Linked DNA regions of Mus musculus: all the other regions are linked to region 1. Evidence: chromatin contacts called from public promoter capture Hi-C data. All regions are on one chromosome and are shown on one strand. The core of a region is the stretch at or near the end of the contact, and the rest is flanking DNA. Distances in the headings are between cores, read along the strand shown.

Region 1 (3,491 bases), core at 795-3,294:
CCTCTGCAAGAACTGCAAGCATTCCTGATCACTGAGCCATCTCTCCAGCCCCTAGCTCTATGTGTCTGCTTATGCTATAACTCTTTGGAACCTGAAATGCCTTCTCATCCATGACTTATTTCTTCAAGAGCACAATTAGAATCCATCTTTGCTAGCCAGGCACGTAAACAATATCAAACACACGATCAACCTCAGCATCTGGGAGACGGAGGCAGGAGGATCAGGAATCAAGGTAATCCTTGGCTACACTGCCCATTCTAGGCCAGCCTGAGCTACATGAGATGAACAAAAATCACAGAGGAATTAATCCTCTCTAGTAGCCTTATTCCACAGATACTGGCTCAGCTGAAATGCACCATGCCTCTGCTTCTTGTTTCTCATTCCCCTCCCAGACTTTTTTTTTTTTTTTTTTTTTTTTTTGACATGAGGAGGGGTCATCTGAGACTGAGTCTAGTCACCATCATCTAAATTATTCTCAAATTCTTCCTGTCTCTACCTCCCAGGTGCTGGGATTACAGTGTGCCCAGCAGTTTTTCGGGGTCTTTGGATAGAACTCAGATTTATCATCAAGGGATGATAGCTGCTTGTTGGATAAGCTCCATCGAGCTGAATTTGGAGAACTTCATTTTTAGGATAATAAACTGAAGGGATAAGAAGTGTCCAGAGGGGCTGGAGAGATGACTCAGTAGTTAAGAGCACTGGCTGCTCTTCCAGAGGCCTTGAGTTCAATTCCCAGCTACCACATGGTGACTCACAACCATCTGTACTGAGATCTGGTGCCCTCTTCTGATATGCAGGCATACATGCAGGTAGAACACTGTATGCACAATAAATAAATTTAAAAGAAGAAGAGGAGGAAGAAGAAAGAGGAGGAGGAGGAGGAAAAAAGGAGGAGGTGGAGGTGGTGGTATTCAGAGCCTACACAGAGCTGGCACCAGTGGTAGGCTTTATGAGGTGGTAGGCTGGGTGCAGGATCACCTCACATTTCCCACGGCTGGTCCAGGCAAGACTCGACTCATTTTACCTGTTCAGGGTCCGGTAGGCACCTTCCACGTTCCCCTCCTGAACCATCACTGTCCTGGCAATGAACTTCAGATGTTTAGCCATGGCCTCGTATTTAAATCTTCATTCTTCCGGGACTACAGACTGGACATCGAGCATGGAAACCAGAGACTCAATGTAAGAGAACAAAGCCCAACAGAGTCACAACTTACCATAGGTAGTTTTTATTTAATTTAGCAACAGAACCAGCTTGAGATCCACAGAACTGGGCTGGAGGAATTCTCCATATCTTAGTAAGTACAAGTAAGTCTGGAGAGATGGCTCAGTAGTTAAGAGGATCCAAGTTCGATTCCCAGTACCCACAGGGTGGCTCACAACACATACAGTCCCAGGGAATCCAACACCCTCTTCTGACCTCTGTGATGCACAGACATACATGCAAGTAAAACACTCACACACATAAAATATAAATAACTTTTTTTTTTAATGAAAAAGTACAAGCAAATTGTTAGCAACATTTCTTTCACTACGCAGTGATATGGCTTAGCAGGTAAAGGCGCTTGCCACCAAGCCTGATGACCCGAGTTAGAGCCCTGGATCCTTACGGTGGAAAGAGAGGACAGACTCCTGCAAGCTGTCCTGACTTTCGCCCCTCCCAACCCCCCGGTCACACCAAGAAATAATTAAAAGATAATTGCCGGGCAGTGGTGGCCCACGCCTTTTATCCCAGCACTTGAGAGGCAGAGGCAGGCGGAACTCTTGAGTTCGAGGCCAGCCTCGTCTACAGAGCCAGTTTCAGGGCAGCCAGGGCTACATAAAAACACTCTCGAAAAAGCAAAGCAAAGCAAACCAAAAAATAGGTTTCCGCTGAGAGTTAGAAAGAACTCTTCGTCCGCCTCTAGGCACCACGCGAAATCTTGCCCTCCCGCCATACTCGCTTTGCAGCTCAGTGAACCCCCCCACACCCCTCGAGCTCCCTACCTGGGGCCTCTGAATTCGGACTCCGGGTCTCTGCGGACCGGAAGCGGAAGCTACGGAGTCCCGCGACGGGAGGAAGCTACGCTGCAGGGCTCAGCCGACTGCAGCTCCGCTTACCGTCTGACCTTGCGAAGGTTCGGTGCTGAGCGCAGGCGCTGGACTTTCCGCCTGACAGTCAAAGGAACAGCGTCCTCACCTTCCTATGGAGGAGTCGCGGTCGTCGGGTCTGCGAGAAGGTCAGCCCGATCCGTAGCTCTAATCCTGTTAAACTTTTACTAGATTTGAGCGATTTCGTTTTCTGGATGGGAAATGGGAAGCGTCCTGAGAATATTTTCTATTTAAAAAGGACAGATCTGCTCACCGGGTGAAAAAAATGGCTCCACACCCCCTAATCTGCCTAAAAGTTAAGAAAAGAAATTACATACTGTGAGTTTCCCATTGCATCAGCTACCTAAGCCATTTCATTAAATAAAGTAGAATCAAAAAGAAACAAATGGGAAACGCCTGCAGAATTTTAAATCAAAATATTGTTGTTTTAATGCCAACTTTGCCATTTGTTGCCTTGTAAGATCTAGTAGAATTTTTTTTTCTTCCATACGTCTGGACAACCCTATGTGTATGTTATCCCCACATCTCCATATATGGTTATTTACATGGGTTTAGAAGTATCCATATACAGAAAAACCTACCCACAACACACACAGATGCACCCTCATCTGTTACTTCTTTAAGGGATTTGCTTTTATTTTGTGTGTGTGTACGTGTGCCTGCGTGTATGTATGTGCACCGTGTGCGTGCGTGCGTGCAGGAGCTCAAGAAGGATTGGAGAGGTGTTGGGGCCCTGGAACTGGAGTTAATAGGAGGCTCTGAGCTGCCATGTGGGTACTGGGAACAGAACCTGGGTTCTCTGCAAGAGCAATTAATTTTCTTAACCACCGGGCCATCTGGCCAGGTCATTATCAGTTAATAGGTATTCACACAAAATTTAAGCCTGCCTCGTAGTAAGCCAAATCCAAAGTCCCAAACTGAAGCTAGACACCTTTGTGCTTGTCAGCAAACCTAATTGAATGACTGTCCTCTGCTAAGCACTGCTGATACTATTCCAGTGTCTCTTGTACAACTGACAGTATGTAGACACAATTTTAGGCCCAGTCGCATATAATAAGTGCAAAATTAATTCTATGGACAGTACGTAATCCGTTAGAAAGGAGTTCTAGCTTCAGATTCTAAGCATCAGCAGACGTATGACTTTGAACAAGTTACTCAGACTAGGGGTCTGCACTTTTTGTCTAAATAAAAATATTGGAATACTACCATGTTTATTTGTTGATATTATACGGCTCTCTTGGGCTATAGTGGTAGACTTGGGTAGAAGAAATGGAGATCTGTGACCTACAAATACTTATAATCTAGATCTTGCTAAACATGAACTTTCAATCTGGCTTCTTATTTGTAAAATGATGCTAACATCTACTCTGTTGGTCTCACAAAATTGGTCATAAGAATCGAAT
Region 2 (3,496 bases), core at 581-3,080, 760 kb after region 1:
TTCTTGGGGCTGGTGAGATGGCTTAGCGGGTGGGTAAGAACCACCTCTTCCAGAGGTCCTAAGTCCAAATCCAGCAACTACATGGTAGCTCACAACCACCTGGAATGAGATCTGATGCCCTCTTCTGGTGTGTCTAACGTCTGCTACAGTGTACTTACATATAATAATAAATAAATCTTTAAAAAAAGGCAATTTCTTACTATTCCTAATGTCATTCTTTATACCATAAAATTTTCAAATTTTGGCTGGTACACGCCTTTAATCCCAGCACTCAGAGGAGGCAGAGGCAGGCAGATTTCTGAGTTCAAGGCCAGCTTGGTCTACAAAGTGAGTTCCAGGACAGCCGGGGCTATACAGAGAAACCCTGTCTCGAAAAAAAACAAAAAAAGTAAAGTGAGGATGTCAGATATATTGGAGTTAGAAACAGTTGTGAGCTGGAAGAGCAGACTGTACCCTTAACCACTGAGCCATCTCTCCAGACTCCTCCCTCACCCCCACCCCACTTTCTTTCTCCAGGCTGGTCTGGAACTCACAAAGAAAGATCTACCTGCCTCTTCCTCCCAAGGCTGGTATCAAAGGCATGCACCACCACTACACAGTGGTTTTGGTTTAAATATCTAATGAGGTTTTTGCCTGCATGTATGTTTATATACTATCTGTGTTCCTGGTGCCTGAGAAGATTAGAACAGGGCTCCAGAGCGTCTGGAACAGAAGTTACAGATGCTGTGAGCTGCTATGTGGATGGGGGATTCAATCTGTCTTCTGGAAAAGCAGCCAGTAGAAAAGCAGCAGAGCCAACTCCAGCCCTAGATTTCTTTTTATAGTGGTTGTAGAGATCTTGTTTGTGATATTGTAGGTTTTTTGTTGTTTTGGTTTTTTTCCTCCTCACAACTATAGTCAGGCTATTGCTGCTACAGGCAAGTTTTTTTTGTTTGTTTGTTTTTGTTTTGTTTTTCAAGACAGGGTTTCTCTGTGCAGTTCTGGCTGTCCTGGAACTCACTCTGTAGACCAGGCTGGTCTCAAATTCAGAAATTTGCCTGCCTCTGCCTCCCAAGTGTTGGGATTAAAGGCGGGTGCCACCATGCCCGGCTTCGCTTTTTTTTTTTTTTTTTTTTTTAAATAATGTGTAAAGGTGTAAAAGTGTTTTCCTTGTGTACCATGTTCATGCCTGGTACCTGCTGAGGTTTGAGAAGGGTGTTGGATCCCCTGGAGTTTACCCCCCTACTGCCTCTCCCCATCCACTTCATTTCTCTTCAGAAGAAGGCAGGTCTCCGTTAGGTATCAACAGCATGGTATATTAAGTTGCAGTAAGACTAGGCACCTTCTTTGATTAAGTCTTTCATGAGGCAACACAGCAGGAGGAAAGGGTCCCGCAGAATCAGAGACAGCCCCTGTTCCCGCTGTTAGAAGTCCCACAAGAAGACCAAACTACACAACTATAGCATGTGCGAAGCAGTCTCATGCAGGCTCCCTGTAGCAGTTCAGTCTGAGCCCCTATGGGCCCAGTTTACTTGACTCTGTGCATTTTCTTGTACAGTCCTTCCCCTTGTCTTATGCAAAATTCTCCAAGGTCTGCCTAACTTTTGGCTGTGGGTCTGTGCCTTTGTTTCTACCAGTTGCTGTGTGAAGCCTCTCTGATGACAATTGGGCTAGGCACCAATCTTTGAGTATAGCAGACCATCGTTGTCAAGCGGCATCTCATTACATCCGCTTTCCCTAGGACAAATAGTCTAGGACAGGCTTCTGCTGTTCTGGGCGTTTGGGGCGGGTGGCGTGTGCGCCTTGGCGGCAACCTACAGCGCCTCCTGGCTCCCGCAGGCCCCACCCCTTGCTGCTGAGAATTTAAAGCAGAATGTGCTCCTAGGGGCGTGCTTAAAAGCCGGAGACCATCCCAGAGAAGGGTGAGCTGCCGGAAATGCACCCACGATCTCGCTTCGCGTCCTGAAATTCCACTTCAAGGCCGGCTCCGGCTGCTTGGCTTTCCTGCCGCCGTTTGTCCCTCGCGAAGCCCCGTTGCTCGCCCAGGAGGCGTGACTTGGGGCTGGAAGCAGGCGGGCCGCTGCGCCGTGGGCCCGGGCTGCCGCTGTCATGGACGCCTGGGTCCGCTTCAGTGCTCAGAGCCAAGCCCGGGAGCGGCTGTGTAGGTGCGGCCGACGGAGGAGCGCGGGCGGGAGGGCAGAGCAGGGTCCCGCGAGGCGACGGGCGCGCTACGGGGTCCCTAAGGGTCAGCTGTGGCTACGGGGGCCCGCGCGGCCCCGGAGGCGTACTCCGCAGCCGGTTGTGAGATGATTCTTCCCTGCTCAAGGGAAAGATGGGGAAACTGAGGCATGAGTGGGCCAGCGGGGAGGCCACCTAGGTTTACTGTGTCCACAGAGAGCAACAGTTTCCTCGCTGCTGTGGTGGCACGAGGGGCGATCCTCTCGGTTCTGCGTCCTCTCACCAGTTGTGACCTAGGAGCCTCGCTATCTCGGCTCTTCTTCGGTTTCCATCAGTCCAAGAACCTTAATCTATCTCTTAGTTTACCTACCCGGAGAACTAATCTGCCCTTCAACTAGATCTTCCTCTGTCGTGTTTCATGTATAAAATCGCAGTGTGGACGTCTGCGATGAACCCCGGGCTGCTTACTGGCCCTAAACTTTAGGCCTCATCATTTTCAAAACTCTTAGTCTCTTAACTCCAAAGAGTGCTCTCCACCATCTTCTAGGCTTTATTTTCCTCGCATGTCTTTCCCTTCCCCTGGCTTTGAGGAAAAAAATGGAAAGATATTGGTGTGAAACCGAGGAAGTGTCCCTGGTGGGGTTTTTGTTTACCAATTATTATTTGTCTGAGTGTTTGGTCTGCAAGAATGTATGTGTACCACATGTGTGTCTAGTGCCTGCAAAGGACAGAAGAGAGTGGTGGATCCCTGGAACTAGAGTTACAGACAGTTATGAGCCACCGTGTGGGTGCTGGGAGTGGAACCCGGGTCCCCTGCAAGAGCAAGTGCTCTTAACCGCCTCACCAGCCCACGGAGGATATGGTTGGCAGAGGGGTTAGGGAGGCCTGTCCCTTACTCTACGTGTCCTCCCCTCCAGGGCCGCCCAGTATGCCTGTTCCCTTCTCGGCCATGCTTTGCAGAGACATGGGGCTAGTCCCGAGTTACAGAAACAGATTCGACAACTGGAGGGTCATCTGAGCCTCGGACGAAAGTGTAAGTAAAGCAGACCTTCCTCTTATCATCCTCAGCTGGTAGCCCATGGCCTCTCCTCCCGTTCTGCCAGTTCGCCATCATTTGCCACTCTCCTGCATGCCTCCAGTTGAGGTCAGAGAACAGGTATAAGGAAGTTAGCACTGATTGGAAAAACACGGCACGAGAACACTAAACTGGCACAAAAATGAATTACGATTGGAAGTTAAGAAAAAGAACAAATTATTTTTACTCTTTCTTCCTGTATGTTATTATTGCTTGCTCAACTTTTATTTTTCTCTTCCCCACCCCCACCCCTGCCTCTGGACT
Region 3 (3,315 bases), core at 377-2,876, 860 kb before region 1:
GTGGGGGTGGGGGACAAGGGTACCAACTAGAGGAAGAAAGGGTAGTCCTCCTTGTACATTACCCCTCTATTTAATTCTGCACATTCTGGGTTTGAACAAAGCCCTTAGTTTTAACCCAGATGAATCGCTAGGTCCCTCTTCAATTCAGCTCTCCCGGGTCGGGAAGCCTGGGCTACCTTCCCACTCAAGCTCCCAGCAGGGTGGGTCGGTGGAGTACAAACCAATGGGGACTAAGAAAACACCTGCGAACCTACCTCTCCCAACCACCTCCCTCTGGCGTGCAAGTGACTTGGAGGTCATCCGATAGCCACCTGGAGCAGACAGTGGGCCAAACACAGAGGCTTAAGGCCAATGAAGATCCTCCACTCAGCCGCCAGGCCTGTGGAGCTGCCATCTCCCTACCTACTTTCCCCCTCTGTTCTTCAAAAGCAAAGGGGGCTTAACAAGAAAAGGGTGAACAGACACCGGTAGGGTGGGGGCTCCATTGCCCTTTGCCCAAGGCCTACAGCGCAGAGCAAAAGGAAGGGGCCAGAGCACGGCCAGGGGCGATTAGGTTGCGGCCAAGCTGGGCAGCGGGCGGCATTTAAGTCCCTGCCATCTGCCAGGGACTGGCGCGGAAAGTAAGTCCGGGGTTTCGGGTAGGGGACAAGAAGTACATTTAAAAACTAAAGGGTAAACTGAGGCGAGTGGTGCTTCTTTCACTTTCACCGGCTAAGAACTCAAGGGAGGGCCTCGGTGAGGCCAGGCCCTTAGGATCTGCGGCGCTGCACATTGGGGGCCAGGACTCCCCGGCAGTGGGGAGTGGCGCGAGGGGAGTGGAGACACAAGAGGGGGCGGTCCCTGCGTGATTCTAAGCTCTGCAGCCAGGTCAGTCCAGACTCGAACCTGGTCCCCTTCATCTCTGCGCGCCGGGCAGCTTGCCCTGTCTCTGACCCCCAGAGGCTCTCCCCAGACCCGAGTGACTGCAAGGAGCTCGCCAGGATCGAGGCGCTAGCCTGAGTCCTGCCTGGGTCCGGACGCTGACCAGCACCCGGTCGGGATGCAGGCTCCTCTCCTGCTGGGCCCAATTCCCCCGCCCCCACCGCCCGGCACGGACACCATTTTAGGTCGCGACATCCCGCAGCCTCGAGTCCCCCGGCCGCACTCTGACTGCCTCTCAGTCTAAGAGCGCCAGGACTTAGGGGTCCAGGAACCCCCTCCCACGTTACCAGGCTAGGGGGCCGTGCTTCCAGCAAACTGGAGTTCCCACCGGTGGTCCTCGAAGAAGAAGGCGGCGACCCGGCCAGGCCAGCAGCCGCCCCAGGGGGCGGCGGCACGGAGAAGGGGGTAGTTGACCAAGTGGGGGAGGGGCAGGGGTATTTACCCGCCCCCCCGGGGGGCGGAGCCAGGGGCGGGTATTTGCCGCGAGCGTGCTTACTTGTTCCGATCCTGGTGCGGGCTGAGACCCTACGGCCTCCTCCCGGTTCCAGCCGCCACCGCCGCTACCGCCGCCGCCGCCCTCCCCGCGGCCGCCGCTACTTCCTGCTTCTCTCCGCTTCGGCCTCCCCTCTCCCTCAGCTCCCTCCGTGCTCCTAGTCCGGGCTGCCCGCTTTCATACTCGCCATTGGCTAATGGACCTGTCATTCAACTGTGAGCCCCACCCAGTCCCGTATGGGATTGGCCCTCCATACCCCGCTCGGAACTGGCCCCTCATAGTCTTCTCATCACTATTGGACAAAGGGCCTGGGCCCTGTGGAGAAGGTTCTCCCCATTGGCTGCTCCGGAGTCCACCTGCCCTGTCTGAGCAGCCCGAAAGCCATTGGCCGCCGCCGCTGTCGCTTAGCAAGAAGCCAGCCTTAGTCTTCGCTTTGGGTTGCGAGGGGTGACTAGCTAGCTCAGAAGCGTAGCCATCCTCTCTCCATTGGTCGCTCGAAGCTGGACACTGTGCCTCACATCTACAAACTTAGGAACTCTAGCTGTATGGCGGCGCGTCTAGGGGAACCTCGTCGGCTCCGTGTGGAACCTGGGTGTTTTAAGTGTTCGTGCCGTTTCCTCAGGCTAAGCCGCGCTCGAACGGATGCGGTGCTGGGGGTCACAAAATGAGGTGCCACCCCCAAACATTACGTCATCGGGGTGACCATTGCCTGGGGTTCCTCGCAGTCTAAACTGCTTTATAATCCGGATGGATGCGGTTCTGGCGTCCGCCTGCCTCTGGGCGTACGCACCACGCACGGCCCCTCCCTCTGCGGGAGAGCTGGACAGACTTTGGGATTCCGAGTGTAAAAGAAACCGGAACCACCGAGACCTGAGACCTGGGACACGCTGCGACCGGAAGTGGGGGAGGTGACGTTGGGAAGTGCTGGCGTGGCCTGGGCCACAACCAAGGAGAGCTTAAGGTAGTATGCTGATAGGCTTCTTACGCGAGAGAAGGAGGGAGCCCAGATCTATTTCCCATTTAAGAGAGCTCCCTTTTCTCCGCCCCTGACGGGAGCTGGCATTACTGTTCCCGTTGAGCTTTCCCGCGCTTTGCTGCCCCGCCCCTTGGAGGTGGGAAAAGGGGCGGAGTCGCCAGGGAGACGAATTGCCTTGACACTCACCCACCTGCGCTGGCTCAGGTTTTTGCTGGATCCATCTGCAGGCCCAGTGTGCCACCTGGCGCGCTCTCTACCCTGGCCCCGCGCCGCCGCCGCCCACCGCGACCGCAGCCGTTTCAAATGACAAGGGTTTTTAAATTTCTGTTTTATTTTCACTTTTTGCAGTGTTCGGAGTGGAACCTAGTGCTTCACCCAGTCCAAGCAAGCAGCCCACCGACATAGCAGCTTGGCGAGTGTTTTTGTTTTGTTTTGGCGATACTGATTATTGGACGTTGGGAGTCGCACACGCTTGGCAGGTGCACTCGTAACACTGAAGCTACTCTATACCCTATCACTTTTTGGGACAGGGTTTCCACTAAGTTGTCCTGCCTGCCTAGTAACTAGGGCTACACTGTTGCGCCATCAGGCCCAGGTTTGGGTAAAGCTTTTAAAAGAAGGCTCTGTTACCTCCCCTTGGACTCCCATAGCAGTGGATCCAAAAAATTCAGGCTTATGTATGGGAGGAATCTTGGAACCACTACATTCCACATGATGACATCAGACAAATCGTTCTACCTCCCTAAACCTATTGTCTCATGAATAAAATGGTAACTATAATATCCACCTGCCAAGATTATTTTTGTGAGCATGAAAAGCTTAGAAGGCAGAGTGCTATTTATATAGCGATAGCAAACAACGGGATAAATGCAGCCCCTACCTTTGCCTCATCTGCCATATTTCTCAGAGGTGCTGCAGCTCACAG
Region 4 (3,377 bases), core at 766-3,265, 830 kb before region 1:
ACAGAGAAGTTACTACAATTCTCCAACAATATGCAAAATGTAAGTGAGAGCCAGGGAACTGTTTGGATTCTAAATCCATCTTCTATTTTAACATACTCTATCCCAGAAGTGAAAGCAAACTTAGAAAACAAAAATAGGGCTGGTGAGATGGCTCAGTGGGTAAGAGCACCCGACTGCTCTTCCGAAGGTCCAGAGTTCAAATCCCAGCAACCACATGGTGGCTCACAACCATCCGTAACAAGATCTGACTCCCTCTTCTGGTGTGTCTGAAGACAGCTACAGTGTATTTACATATAATAAATAAATAAATCTAAAAAAAAAAAAAAAAATTAAAAAAAAAAAAAACAAAAATATAGGACTTAAAAGTTAAATTTTAATTTCAGATGAATAATGAGTAACTTTCGAGATTTATATTTATTGTTTTTAGGTGTGTGTGCGGGCACCTACAGAGATCAAAGGCACTGATCTTCTGGTCCTGTCAAGAAGGCAGCAGCGAGGGGCGTGGTGGCGCACACCTTTAATCCCAGCGCTCGGGAGGCAGAGGCAGGCGGATTTCTGAGTTCGAGGCCAGCCTGGTCTACAAAGTGAGCTCCAGGACAGCCAGGGCTACACAGAGAAACCCTGTCTCGAAAAACCAAAAAAAAAAAAAAAAAAAAAGAAGGCAGCAGCAAACAACATGGGTGCTTGGAACCAAACTCTGTGCTCTTACCCACCCAACCATCTCACCACCCTCAACAAGTAACTATTTTGTTGTTGTTTTTGTTTTATTTTACCACCTTTTGAGACAGGGCTTCTCTGCATGTCCTAGAACTTGCTCTATAGACCAGGCTGGCCTCAACCCCTAAGAGATCCACCTGCCTCTGCTGCCCAAGTGCTGGGATTAAAGGTGTGTGCCACTACTGCCCGGCCCCAACAAGTAACTTGTAAGAGCAATATTTGGGTTGGACTTAAAATTCCCTTTCATACTAAAAAATCACTCATGATTTGCTTGAAATTCAAATTTAACTGGGCATTCTGGTAGTCTTATTTTGAGACAGAACCTTGCTAGGTAGTCCTGATCATGAAAACTCCCTGTCTCATCCTCCAAGTGCAGGAAACCAAGCTTAAGCCATCCTGCATTTAGGTGGCAGTGCTAGCCAATCTCCAAATGAAAACATGGGCCTAGTGACTCAAGTTTTTAATCCTACATACTCATTCCAAGTTCAAGGCCAACCTGTGCATCTTCTCAAATAGCGACTTCAAAGCCAGTCTGAGCTACAGTGTCAAAGCTCCATCTAAAACAATAATGATGACAAATAATAAATGCAATCCAGGTGTGTGATGAGGCTCATTGGTAGAGCACGTTCCCAGCGTTCACAATGCTCTGGATTCAATTCCCAGAAAACACAAAACAAAGTCCTCTTGTAGCCCTGAAAAAAAATATGTTCTCAGCTTTCTATTTATTTTCTTGTCCTCAGTTTCTAATCTAACTCTTAATAGGTACTCATCCCAAGTATAAACCTGATAAAACCTAGTTCATCCTGCTTATCACGGCCTCTTAATTTGCTGTGTGACTACAGCGGATCCCCTAAAGTCCTTCCGACTCATTATGAGACAAGGACTATTTTCCAAGAATGCGGTTGTGAGGTTTACATGCGATAAAGTACAGAGAAAAGAAAAACTTGGAGGCGAGTGGAGGGGGCAGTTGGCCTCTGCTTTATGGGAGACCTGAAATTCAGGGAAGGGAACAGGAGTTCCCGGGCCTGCGTTCCTGGGCCGGGATGACTCAGGGAGTCGTCTGCCAGAGTCCCGCGGGCCCCGAAGCCACATCTCGCCCGGCGACCCAGTCCCCAGCCCAGGCCCTCGGGTTTCGGCGCCACGCGCACCAACAACCCAGACGCGCCCCCCAGCCACGTCCGAAGCTCCTCACCAAACCATAGTGCTCTCCAACACCATCTTGCCTCCTTCCCTCTGCGGACCGGCTCCGGGACTGACAAACAACAGCACCTCCGATTGGCCTGGTGCTCATCACCAATCAAAGAACTCAGTCTTCATGCTGCCCCGCCTCCGCGCCCCGCGGTGTGTTCTGGGACTTGTAGGCGCCACAGAAATGGAAAGGTTGGTTATCCAATAGAGTTGGCTACCTTCGCAGCAGCTTCCGGAACAGCTGTAAGCTCTCTGCACTCGCCTGGCAGCAACACTCCAGTGTGAGGCAGGAGAGCTGTAATTTACCCCCTCTTCTGCTCTCTTTCTTTTGTATATTTGGGTTTTTGATTTGTTTTTGTTGTTACGGTTTGAAAAAGGATGACAGCAATTCGCTGTGGAGCTCAGGCTAATAAACTCTATTGCTTCACCTCCCAGTGCTGTTTACAAGGGGCACACTCATGCTAAGATCTGAACTGCAATTTCCAGGCCAACGTGGGCAACATAGCTACTACGTAGTGACACTGCCTCGAACACATAACAGACACTCATGAGTGCATACACTACTGTGGATATGTCAGTCCAAGCATAATCACTTAAAAAGTGTGTCAGCATCGTTAACCACATTTTAACTTCCTGTTTCCCATTGCACTGTGTTTATGCAACTGCTACAAACACTTGTATCCTCAAATTCGATTTACCTATCTACTGCCTACCAAAAAAAAAAAAAAAAAAAATCTATGCAATTCCTAACTCCAGTATTGAGTCTGACAGGATGAAGGAATCCAGAAAAGTTTTGACCAATTAAAAAAAAAAAAACAAACCAAAAAAAATTTTTAAGCGTTTGTGTGTGTATTCAGGCCCTGCAGAGGCTGGAAGAGAATATCAAATCCGGAACTGGAGTTCCAGGCAGCTGTGAGCTGCCTGTCTTGAGTTCTGGGAACCGAACTCTGGTCCTCTAGGAAGAGCAGTAAGCGCTCTCTCATAAGCACTGAGTCATTTCCCCAGCCCGCAGTAAACACCATGTAATCACCCAAGGAACGAAGGATAGCCAGCAAGTTATTTTGGTTTGTTAATTAACCTTTAACACCAACCCTTGGGAAGCAGAGGCAGGCATCTGTGGGTTTTAGACCAGCCTGATCTATATAATGAGTTCCAGGGCAGCCAGGGTTATACACAATAAGACCTTTTCTGGGGGTCAAAGAAAAGAAGACCTGTTGGCACTTGCCTGCGATCCCACCTATATAATGGAATGATTACAAATTCATGGTCATCTTGGAAATTTAGTGAGAGAATTCTCAAAAATAAAAAGGGAGAAGGGCTTAAAAGATGTCTCATAGTTAAGAGTCCATCCTGTTTTAGTAGAGGAGTAGCATTCTGTTCCCACCATCCATATGGGGTGGCTAACAGCTGCTTACAATTCCAGCCCCAGGGGACTTGATGACTCCTTCCGGCCTCTGTGGTTATTCAAGTAA
Region 5 (3,495 bases), core at 569-3,068, 860 kb after region 1:
TGGGAACAGCCAAGATGAGCTAGGAACACCACAAGCGGCAGTACACGGGGCCTAAGTACAATACCACACCCCACCCCACCCACTGTGGTACTGACCACAGGGCAGACGGTCTCTGTTCATACTTTCTAGGGGAAGGAGTTCTCCTGTCCAAAGGTACTTGAAGGAAATGATTGAAGAAGTTGAAGAGGAACAGACTCTCTTATCTAAACATACCTGGTCCAGGGATGCTTTTGTGTCGTGGGCAATTACTCTAAGTGGCTGGCTTCCAGTTCTGACTAGGTGGACTCCAATTTTTTCTACAATCTCACCAAAATGCTCTTGCAGCAACAAAGAACACAGTTTAATCTCTGCTTGAGTCATCGTTCTTAGAGCCTCAGAACTAGGAAAGAACAACAATATAAATTCACATATTTTTTTTCTAGAGGGCAACTTGACAATATAAATCAAACCCTCTATATATTAAGGCATATATTTGCCTTAATATTTATAAGTTGAGATCCTTTGTTCCAAGGATGTAGTAAAAACCATGCCATGAGTTCTCTTCACAATACTGGCATTGACATAAATAATCTAGCATCTATCAATAAATTATAGTATAACCTTAAGAGAGTATACTATGCCAACATTTAAAATGACTTCATACAATATAACTACCATAAAATATTCCTAATGTGTTGTCATTTAGTAATTGCAATGGTCAGATATGATGGTGTACACTGCCTGTAATTCTTGCACACAGGAGACCAAAGTCAAAGAATCAATAGTTCCAGGTCAACCTGGGCACAAAGTGAGTTCAAAGCCAGCCTGTGTTATACAGCAAGACTCTGGTGGGTAATACACCCACCACCCACCAAAACAAAGAACTAGAAAACTAGACATCAAATTTGTTTTCTAAAGCCAGGTATGGTGGTGCAAGCCTACAATTTCAGCACTTAGGAGGTGGAAGTATGAGGGTCAGGAGCTCATGGTTACATATTGAGTTCAAAACCAGGTTGGCTACATGAGATCCTATTAAAATTAAAAAAAAAAAAAAAAAAAAGGCAAGCCATCCTCCCCTATATATGCCATTTATTTTAATGGGAATATATGTGGTTTGTGGTTCCAATAATCTTTAAAGACTGGATTCATCTCGGTATGGTGGCTAACATCTGTATTTCCAGCACTAAAGCTAGAAGACTGTCATAAACTGAAGGCCAGCCTGGGCTACATAATAAATACCAAGCAAATCTGGTCCAGAGTGAGACCTTTAAAAGCAAAGGGGGAGGGAAAGTGCGAATAACTTTCTGTCACAGATACAAAGACCTAAGGCTCATGACCCAGTGGGGTACAACTTATTCCCAAGCCATAAACCACGACTTAGATAGATAAAGTAAAAAAAGAGCTTCTTAGGGTATTTCAATTAGGAGATGAAGTTATGTTCCATTGAGAACCATATTAAATTTTTACATCATGAGACACAAGCAGGAATGGGTGTAGTTGATTTTGAAATTACCTCCCTATCACAAGCTCCAACTCTCTCGAACCTAAATTTTTGTCCCTCTTGCCACAGTGTCGCAGAGAAGACTATTTCACTTAGCCACACACACGTCTTTGGAGAAACATCCTTAGACCAGTTGCCATCCTTGAATGCATTTCCTGGCTCCTCTCCCTTCATGCAAGTTTCTGTTCCGGACTTTGTTTCTTGGCCCTGAGTCAGGGCCTCCTCATTCCGGCAGCGTTTTCACTAACCTCAGGGTCGGGGCTAATTTAGAAGCTCCAAATGTTGTCCTCCCGAGGCCAGCAGCCTCAGCTCATGAGCTTCCCATCGCCCCTTCTTAGAAGTAGAGCACCATCCAGGCGGACGCGGAAGGGTCAGAGCACGGGCCGCTCTAGCCGACAGTGTCGGTGGTTTCCGGGGACGCTCTTTCTCTCCTCTCGTTGGGAGGCTGGAGGACCGGCCAGGGGCTGTCTGAGGTGCCGGCGGGCGGGCTCTCCTCTGCCTTTGGTGCCGGGAGGCGGGCCTCGGGTCGCGTGGCCGCTGGCGGGCGGGCCTCTCGGGGCCGGGCGGACTCACGTGACCCTTGCGGGCCTCGGAGCGGCGGGCCGCCCAGAGGAGGCGGCGACGGCGGTGGCGACCGCAGCACGGGAGGTAGCGGCCTGGGGAGGGACCGCCGGCCGCCCTTTCGGACATCCTCGGCGGAGGCGAAACATGGCGGAGGCCTCGGCGGCGGGGGCGGACGCGGGCTCCGCTGTCGCCGCACACCGTTTCTTCTGCCACTTTTGTAAGGGCGAGGTCAATCCCAAACTACCGGTAAGAGCCCCGTGTGTCCCGCGCTCCGGCGCCGCGTAGGTCCTTGGCTCCTAGGGCTGGAAACCGGGTCTTAGGCTGCCCGCACACCCGTGATTCCCTTGACACCGGTGTTCTCGGTACCTGCTGCCCGCTGTCTCCGGGCACTGGTCGCAAACCCTGGGCATCAGGGCCAGGGTCCTGCCTATCCCTCATTTCCGCGGCGTCTCCAATCAGCCCCTCATTTCGCTTCCGCTCTTTAATACCACCCCCATCTTTTTTTGTCTCCTCGGTGAATTCTCGGGCAAATCTGCGTCCAATTTGCTCTCAGTCCCCTTCCTTGTCTTTTCGCGATGACCTATCCCCTGTACTCTTTCCGTTTTTGCGGCTCACCTACTCTTTATTTTTCTTCCCACTTCTCAACCAGATCCTCCCCCCTTCTGCATCCTCAGTGAGCCGAAATAGCATATTGCTGAGGACTTCTTAGTAGGTTTTGTTGAAGTACAGAAAGAGGAGGTTTGGAAGGTAACAGGGAAGAGGGAGATTTTGTTCTTCAGTGGTTTTTGGGTTCTTGTGAAAGTGAAAATAGCAGTGTACCAATGACTTGCAGACTGCGCTCCCTGTTGCTATCGAAGGAAATGGCTTTGGGAAGAAGGTAGGACGTACTGTCTCAACTTATTTTGGATATCACGTTGCCAGTGTCTTTAGCTCCACTTTCCTAGCCCACCCCCTCCATTTTTTTTTTTTTTCTGCCCAGGAAAACAAAAAAAGAACAGAATGTTGGGACTGCTTTCTCTGATATAAAATTGGCTCTGCCAGGCTGTCAGCCAATAGAGAGGTAGGGCTATGCTTTAAGAAAAGGTTTCTGCAGCATGCTAGCCAGTGCCAGCGCCCCCAATTATAATAAGCCTTTTTCTTGTTCGGTGGCGACATTTCTTAAAACGAGTGGCTATGTCATAATTTATTTTATAATCACAGTATCTTGAATACATGGTGTCTTTCTGTTTTTTGTTTGCTTTTTGCACCAAAGTCTCACCATGTTGTCCTGGCTGTCCTGGAACTTGCTTATTCGGATCAGGCTGGCCTAGAGCTCACAGAGGTCTGTCTGCTTCTGCCTTCCTAGGGTTGGGATTAAAAGTGTGCACCGCCATTCCTGGCTTTGAATACACTCTTAAGAGAAGGCCGACTAAGTTTCTGTGTCATAATTAGCTATATCTACTGTGGGTTGG
Region 6 (3,311 bases), core at 529-3,028, 920 kb before region 1:
CTTCAACTCAGAGAGCAACCTTGAGCAGATTATCTCTAGGAAAAGACTGACTGGAGGGGGTCTGTCCAATGGCATCTTTCTTTACAGATTCCTTTAAAGAGAACTTGTTTGAACTCATTACCTCTTCCAAAGGAAAGATTCATGTCCACTTCTCACGGTAGGGGAAATGGGGGTCTCAGTCCGGGTGTGGGGACAGACCACGAGCACCTCCATCTTCCCCCCTCCTTTACAGAAGCACACCAGTCAGAACTGGAAATATGACTTGGGTGTCACATCTCTGCTGTGACAAGACTGTTGACCCGGGGACCACGAACACTTGAGAGAGGTACAAAAGCTTGCCCGTGCATTTTTCATCACGATTTCAACAAATCTTAACAAAGAGGGTTAAGCACCTGAAGGGAAAAGTTATCACAGTACTAAATTCTTTTTTCCTCTACTTGACCAAAATTCCAGTGTTCACCACCAAGCAGGGAACTCCAGGAGTGTGCCCCCTAGGAAGGAGATGAAGTACACCCAGGAAACGGAAACATGAATAGGCAAAGGTGGGCAAGGAGAAAATACAGAGGAGGACTAGAGGCTCAACAGACAGGCTTTATTCTAGAGCATACCTGCAGAGGGGGTGGGGCCAAGTGTCTAAAGTGGAAGGACCATACCATTTCCTTTTGTGTCAGCAGTTGCTATGGGTAGCGAGACAGACAGGGTCAGGCAACCAATAAACATCTCCTGTGGTTTACCCAGGTAGGAGGGGTAGGGTGAGGAGAAATCTGGAAAATGAGTTGGCATTAGCTTTGGCTTAACTAGAACGGAGGCACTTTATAAAATGGCGATACCACGGCTAACAACAGAGAAAAAAACATTTTCTCTTAATGTGGTACAGCTGCTAAGGATTTGCAGATTCTTTGTGGAATGAGGGGAAGCCTGCAATCCTAGAGGCTGTTGGCCACAGGGATGGGTAAGCAAAGAGGGAAGGACGAATGGTTCAACTTGTGTTATTTTATTTTATTAAAGTTACAGGACTTTATAACGAATTTCCATCAGTAGACATCATTTTCTAGCAAAAATTTAAAAATATCACCTACTGATTATTTCGGACAGCTCTGACAACCAAAGGCAACAATCAAACATGGTAGCTATCTGTGGCCATTCCATTTTGTAAAGCTCCCCAATTTTGTTTAAACAGAGTTCCTGAAACCTAAGAAATTTGGTTCTCACAACCAAAGTAACTTGCTTTTATAGATTCGTGCTTTCCACGTCCTTATCGACGCCCCAGTAATAGAGTTGTTTGGCTTTTTTTTAATCAAACCTTCTTACATTTTTAACTCATCTTATTCCCCAGCTACAACTAGCCAATCACTTTCCTACCCTGTAACTCCTGTCTGTGGTTCTTGGATCCTAGACGGCATCTACGTAAATCTTCCCAAGTAAAGCCCGCGGTCGATCCCTTATCCTCTTCTCGCTGATTTTACAACGCACAGGATCAGAAAGCAAAAGACCAGATGCTCCAGAAGCAGCCAAGCGCCCGGGCTTTCATCCTGCGGTCCCTTTAAGAACAGAACCCTTTCCGGGCCCGCAGACCTAACCGACCCCAGTTTTAACCGAAACCAACCTGGACTTCCCCCTCTTGACTCAAATAAGACTAACTTTGGATTTTCCCTCCCCTCTCGACCAATCATATTCTGTTACCAGGCAGACTTTCACTGCCTTCGTCTTGGAGGCAGCAACGGCCAATCACAGAGCAGGCCGTGCGTGTATCCAGGCAGATCGCGGCTGGCATAACCATTCAGAAAAAGGAAAAATAAAAGCAACGCACGAGCCCGCCGGCTGGGCACCGTGGGGCTGGGCAGGAGCTGAGGTAGCCACAGGGTAGTTTCTCTTTCTCTCTCACCTATCTAATGTCCGTGCTGGAAGGCGACGGTTCCGAGGTAGGAGGGGCAACAGCACTCCGGAGCTAGCAGGACCAGCTCCTTGCCCCTGCGCACGTGCCCGAATCTGGGACCCTGTTCCCCGCAGGGTTTCCTGCGCCCAGCCCCCTGAGTTCGGAGACCTAGCCCAGCACCTGGGGTTGGGGTGGAGGGGCCCGAGGGGAGTGGGGACGCTTCGGAGTGGGATGTCGTGGGATGACGTAGGGTCCGCGCCGCGGCGAGGGGGGCAGCGGGGGAAGCCGTGGCGAGACTCAGTAATGAGAACTTGGGCCCAGTTTTTTTCAAACCTGGAAAGGCCGAGTATGTTTGTATCCCTTCCGACCTTCCAGGCAAAATCAATGGCGAGGAGTCTATTAGAGGATCGGAGAACTTTGACTTGTCGTTATAGGTGTTGAGGGGGGGCGGCTGGAGGGGCTTGGGGGGGGGGGGGCTGGAGGTGTTGCAGCACTGGGAGAAATTGTAAGATTTCTTTTAACGTGGACTTCTCCACCCCTATCCCTTCCCATAACAGTTTTCCAGATTTGGGAGACTTCAAAAGGTGGGACATATAGAATGGAGATGTCAGAGATCTCTTTGGGTATACAAGGGCCTGATAAAGTAACAGAATAATTCTAATTTTAGAGAAGGCAAGTGGTGTGGAAAACCACTGGAGGAAGCTTTGCTTCTGTTTGTATTTCTGGGTAGAGACAGGAGGACTGCCTTGGGGTCTCTAGGAGAAAGGAAGCTTGGTAGTAGTTAAATCCTCAGCGATCTCCTCTCTCAGCTGTAGCCCTCATGCTGGGATGGCAGAAGATAAACCTGATGCTAAGAGCCCCAAGACTGGGGCAAGGCCCCAAGGTGGTGCTGACGCTGGAGAACCTACCACCCTCCTCCAAAGGCTCCGAGGTACCATTTCGTAAGTAATTGTCTCTGTCTCCAAACCCTGTTCCAGACCCAGCTGTAGATCCTTGTTGCCCTGCACTCCTTCCTCAGGCAAGTGTTTCAGAGCAGGCAGGCTGAGGTCTGTGGTCCGTAGCTGTTTGGTCCTTTTTCTGTCTCTAGCAGTCAGACAAAGGGATGGGGAAACCTTGTGACCTCCAGCTTTCTCTTCTTCTCCACAGCAAGGCCGTGCAGAACAAAGTAGAGGGAATTCTGGTAAGCATGCTGGGAAGGGACAATACAGGTGCCATCGCTGAAGGGTAAGGGTGATGTTGATGTGAGAGAATAAAGGTTCATGGGGGAGAGGCGGTGCTGTCCACGTGTGAGGATCATACTTTATCCTTCTGTGACCTATGTAGGAGATGAAATCAGACCCAGCCCCTTGCCCTTTCTCCCGTTCTCTCCATGACAAGCCCATAAGGTTGCCAGCACAGTGAGCACCCAACCTCAAGTCATTTCTTAGGTCCCCTT
Region 7 (3,666 bases), core at 746-3,245, 800 kb after region 1:
AACCGTTGGCTAAGATCAAGTGTATTATCTAAGTCCTCCAACAAGGACATATCTGCCTCCTCAATGTCCTAAGCTCAGGAGCAGGGCTCTTCCCGACTTTCTCGGTCTATTCTTCAGAATAGAAGTTCATTAGTCTTTTGAAGCAAAACCAGTGTAGAAGCAACTATAGAAACAATGGTTTCTTCTCCACACTAGACACTTCCTTTCTTGTTGCTTTTTGCTCACTCATGCATTTATACATTCACACATTTACTTACCAGACATTAAAGACCTACTATGAGCCAAGCTAGGGGACTAATTAAAAAAAAAAAAAAACCAAAAACACAACCACTGCCATCAGAGAGTCCCCACCTGATTGGAAAAACAAAGATGTAAACGGACAACAGGAAGGTGGGGGCCATCTAGGTGATGGTAAGAATGACCAGTAAGGCACACACCAAAATGCACACTGATAGGCAGGTTGTCAGAGTTTTAAGGGAAATTTTACAACAATGAAAAACACTTTACATGGATTAAGAAAGTACAAGGGGGGGGGGCTGGTGAGATGGCTCAGTGGGTAAGAGCACCCGACTGCTCTTCCAAAGGTCCGGAGTTCAAATCCCAGCAACCACATGGTAATGAGATCTGACTCCCTCTTCTGGAGTGTCTGAAGACAGCTACAGTGTACTTACATATAAATAAATCTTAAAAAAAAAAAAGTTGCAAAGGGCATTATGAATGAATGGTCTGCTACAACAGTTTAAACTTGGAAGTTTGCCAGAAAATACTGAGAGTGAAGGCAGGCTTCTGGTTTTGGTTTTTGAGACAGGATCTCTCTGTTATGTACCTCTGGCTGTCCTGGAACTTGCTATGTAGACCCACCACACAAGACTGGCCTCAATTTACAGAAATCTACCTGCCTCTGATTCCGGAGTGCTGAGATTAAAGGCGGATGCGTCACCACACCTTCTTCAGGCTTCTGTTTCAGAAGAACCTTGAAAACCATGTTAAGAACTTTGGGCCTAAGCCGGGCGGTGGTGGCACATGCCTGTAATAATAGCACTTGGGAGGCAGAGGCAGGCAGGTTTCTGAGTTCGAGGCCAGCCTGGTCTACAAAGTGAGTTCCAGGACAGCCACGGCTACACAGAGAAACCCTGTCTCGACCAAACAAAAAAAAAAAAAAAAGAAAGAAAGAAAAAAGAAAAGAACTTTGGGCCTATAGCATCTTGGGGGGGCGGGGGTGGGGGTGGGGTCTGCTGCTAAGCCTCACTACTTTAGTTCAAGCACCGGATTCACAAGGTGAATGGAGAAAGCCAACGCCGGTTGTCTTCTGACCTCCACAAGGGTGCCCACCCTTAGCGCATACTCATGCCTCAGTAAATGAATTAATGTAAAACACTTCTAAAAAGAATTTTGGGCTTTATTCCATAGGGTTCCATGAGTATTTGGGTGGGCTTGCTTGGTTTACAGGGAGGAGAAAGGAGAGATGGGAAGGCCAGACCAGTTGGCTGCAACTAATACTTGTCAAACAAGAATTACTAAGAAGTGAGTCTAAAGGATAAGGAAGGTCGGACTTTTTGTTTGTTTGTTTGTTTCTTGGAGTGGGGAAGCAGACAGTAAAAACTCTCCCCTTGCTGCTTTCTAAGATCTGCGTTAGTGATCGGCTTGATCCTTTGAGTTTTGTCCAACCTCTGGTTGCAGTGGGTCACAAATCACCCATTGGTGATCAAGTCTGCTTAGTGCATCACGTTTCCAAACTCTATAGAAGATCTTGGGGCGTTGGGAGGGAGGGGATGAAGCACACACAGGTCATGGCTATGACTAAGAGTCATTAACTGGTAAAAGAGGTTGGTGACATCGAAGCTTGTGGAGGTCCTTGAGAGGGGGCGGGGGCGGAACTGGGGGTGGAGCTCCAAGCAGAAAGACGGGGGACTTAGGGCCTGGAAGTCGCTGGTGCGGAGGCTGCGAGCATCCCTCTTGGATTCGGTAGGTAACTACAGGGGGCGGGCTTCGGCTGAAGGGCGGAACTTGAGAGCCAGCCAGGGTGGCCGCAAAAGACTGCGGGCTTTTTGCCTCTGCAGGGACGGGGTTAGGCAGGGCCAGAGGCGGGGTTTTAAGCCCAGCCTTCAGTTGAACGTCTACGATTGAGCGGGGTGGGATCTGGGGCGGGGCTTGGGGCGGGACCCAGTCTGCTTTTTGACAGCTGTCTTTCGGCACAGCCGTAGCCGAGTTGGGTTAGGAACTTGTGGCCCGGCTCTCTGCGCGTCCCCGTCCCCCCGTGGCCCTAGCCCCGGCCATGAAGCGCATCTTCTCCTGCTCCAGTTCACAAGTGGCGGTAGGTGCCAAATGTGTGGGAGAAGGGCTGTGGCTGGGATTCAAGCCCTGTGTTGACAGAAGTCCTGAGTCCCATCTCCATGGATGATCGCATTAACCCTGCCTGCATCAGTCTTTCCTGCGATGTTAGCAGTTCTGATAATGCGGTCGCCAGCCCTGGTAACTGAACTTATGGGTGTTATTAAAACCCTGTCCCTTAATCTTTTCCTTCCCAAGGTGCTTCCCCTTGGCTCCTTTTCCCAACATATTTGGCTTCCAGCTTCTGGTATGCTTTCTAAAGTTCTGTTCTCTTCCAATGACCCTGGTCTCTACTTCAGCTGCGGCTCCCAGTACCAACCCACCTCCAGACATCTGCCCGCCCCCACCCCAGCCTTTAAATCCGTTCCTACTTCTATCCCTAATTCCTGCCCTATAGCTTCACTTCCATCCTTGCCTTCTCACAACGTTCTCTCTCACATAGCTCCATTTTTACTCTTTGCTTTCTGCCCCTAACAGTATTTTCTGCCCCCAAAGTATTCTCACCCCAGTGCCTTCTTCCAACCCTTCTTCACAGCCTCCTTTACCAAACTTGCCTCTTCCACTCCATGACACTGCCTCTTCCACTCTCTCAAGCACCAATCCAAATCTCTTTCCAAGCGTCTGTCCAACATGGGGCCTCTGTTTTCTTAATTTCCAGTGACCTTTTCCTCAATATTACTTCCTCTACCTTTTGCCTGGACCTCCTGCCTGCTTACAGTGGCTTAACCTTGCAACCTAGCTAGCCAGACAAACGCTGTCAGAGGACAGACAAGTCTCCTGGCTGATCCCCAAGAGCCTGGGTGAGTTGCCTGCAGAATTTACCCTGGCCAGTTCTCTGTACTGTCTAGTCTTCAGACTGGTTCTTGGGACCAATCAAGTTCTGTCTGGTTCTCCCCCCATCCCACCCCACCCCCAATTATTCCTTTGTCTTGTTTAGCATTTGTGTTCATTTTCTTTGATTGAGTTAGGGGAATGAGATGGTGAAGGAGAAGACAGAGTGGATCACAATGAGAGAGTTCCTGACAAGGGTTACTCTCTTCTCCGTTCTCTCCCCTCTAGAGCAAAACAAAGATTTTGGAAGATGGTGGTTCAGGGAGGATACAGTTGTCCTTCTCTAAAGAGTTCTTCCGGAGTGGCCCTCTGTGGAGGGAATGGCGTCTTCTGAGGAGGTTGGGGGTATGAGTCCCTTGGTACTAATATTGCTTAGTTGACGCGTCATTCATTCATAAGCAGATGTGAGAAATGTTTGGTTATCTCACTGTGCCTGGCAGGCCACAGAAACCTGGCAGAAACCTGTGAAGCAAGAGTAAGAACTGTCTAGGCCTGTCTCTGTCC

The links. Promoter capture Hi-C pulls out the DNA fragments that hold promoters and counts their contacts.
Region 2: a promoter capture Hi-C map of liver shows a contact between it and region 1, with 4 times the contacts expected there. The contact joins the promoter of Pex11b here to the promoter of Mrps21 in region 1. A contact is called at or near these places in 4 of 39 promoter capture datasets (hippocampal neurons, liver and pre-B cells) and 1 of 9 other capture datasets (pancreatic islet).
Region 3: a promoter capture Hi-C map of liver shows a contact between it and region 1, with 3 times the contacts expected there. The contact joins the promoter of 4930481B07Rik here to the promoter of Mrps21 in region 1. A contact is called at or near these places in 4 of 39 promoter capture datasets (hippocampal neurons, liver and neutrophils) and 1 of 9 other capture datasets (pancreatic islet).
Region 4: a contact with region 1 is called in a promoter capture Hi-C map of liver, with 6 times the contacts expected there. The contact joins the promoter of Psmd4 here to the promoter of Mrps21 in region 1. A contact is called at or near these places in 3 of 39 promoter capture datasets (hippocampal neurons and liver) and 3 of 9 other capture datasets (adipose tissue, liver and pancreatic islet).
Region 5: a promoter capture Hi-C map of liver shows a contact between it and region 1, with 2.9 times the contacts expected there. The contact joins the promoter of Polr3c here to the promoter of Mrps21 in region 1. A contact is called at or near these places in 4 of 39 promoter capture datasets (hippocampal neurons, liver and pre-B cells), 1 of 115 datasets of contacts at active chromatin or transcription factors (bone marrow-derived dendritic cells) and 1 of 9 other capture datasets (adipose tissue).
Region 6: a promoter capture Hi-C map of liver shows a contact between it and region 1, with 4 times the contacts expected there. The contact joins the promoter of Rfx5 here to the promoter of Mrps21 in region 1. A contact is called at or near these places in 4 of 39 promoter capture datasets (hippocampal neurons, liver and pre-B cells), 1 of 115 datasets of contacts at active chromatin or transcription factors (bone marrow-derived macrophages) and 2 of 9 other capture datasets (adipose tissue and pancreatic islet).
Region 7: a contact with region 1 is called in a promoter capture Hi-C map of pre-B cells, with 5 times the contacts expected there. The contact joins the promoter of Ankrd35 here to the promoter of Mrps21 in region 1. A contact is called at or near these places in 3 of 39 promoter capture datasets (hippocampal neurons, liver and pre-B cells) and 1 of 115 datasets of contacts at active chromatin or transcription factors (microglia).

The regions. Positions count from the first base shown.
Region 1 is chr3:95,869,470-95,872,960 of GRCm38.p6, forward strand. Mrps21 (mitochondrial ribosomal protein S21) reads right to left here and starts at 2,045. Exons shown (of 3, transcript NM_001355759.1): 1 at 1,984-2,045; 2 at 1,025-1,146. The coding sequence starts at 1,107. It overlaps C920021L13Rik (RIKEN cDNA C920021L13 gene), which reads left to right and starts at 2,053. Exons shown (of 4, transcript NR_040446.1): 1 at 2,053-2,216.
Region 2 is chr3:96,633,600-96,637,095 of GRCm38.p6, forward strand. Pex11b (peroxisomal biogenesis factor 11 beta) reads left to right here and starts at 1,831. Exons shown (of 4, transcript NM_011069.3): 1 at 1,831-2,144; 2 at 3,075-3,190. The coding sequence starts at 2,089. It overlaps Rbm8a (RNA binding motif protein 8a), which reads left to right. Exons shown (of 6, transcript NM_001102407.1): 6 at 1-192.
Region 3 is chr3:95,013,903-95,017,217 of GRCm38.p6, forward strand. It overlaps 4930481B07Rik (a long non-coding RNA gene), which reads left to right and starts at 1,627. Exons shown (of 2, transcript XR_003954670.1): 1 at 1,627-2,375; 2 at 2,739-3,315. It overlaps Zfp687 (zinc finger protein 687), which reads right to left and starts at 1,555. Exons shown (of 9, transcript NM_001357863.1): 1 at 1,418-1,555.
Region 4 is chr3:95,040,599-95,043,975 of GRCm38.p6, forward strand. Psmd4 (proteasome (prosome, macropain) 26S subunit, non-ATPase, 4) reads right to left here and starts at 2,016. Exons shown (of 10, transcript NM_008951.2): 1 at 1,910-2,016. The coding sequence starts at 1,935.
Region 5 is chr3:96,725,621-96,729,115 of GRCm38.p6, forward strand. Polr3c (polymerase (RNA) III (DNA directed) polypeptide C) reads right to left here and starts at 1,819. Exons shown (of 15, transcript NM_028925.1): 1 at 1,729-1,819; 2 at 214-379. The coding sequence starts at 360. Rnf115 (ring finger protein 115) reads left to right here and starts at 1,991. Exons shown (of 9, transcript NM_026406.3): 1 at 1,991-2,290. The coding sequence starts at 2,189.
Region 6 is chr3:94,952,330-94,955,640 of GRCm38.p6, forward strand. Rfx5 (regulatory factor X, 5 (influences HLA class II expression)) reads left to right here and starts at 1,779. Exons shown (of 10, transcript NM_017395.3): 1 at 1,779-1,922; 2 at 2,686-2,817; 3 at 3,023-3,056. The coding sequence starts at 2,705.
Region 7 is chr3:96,668,136-96,671,801 of GRCm38.p6, forward strand. Ankrd35 (ankyrin repeat domain 35) reads left to right here and starts at 1,996. Exons shown (of 14, transcript NM_001356538.1): 1 at 1,996-2,314. The coding sequence starts at 2,276.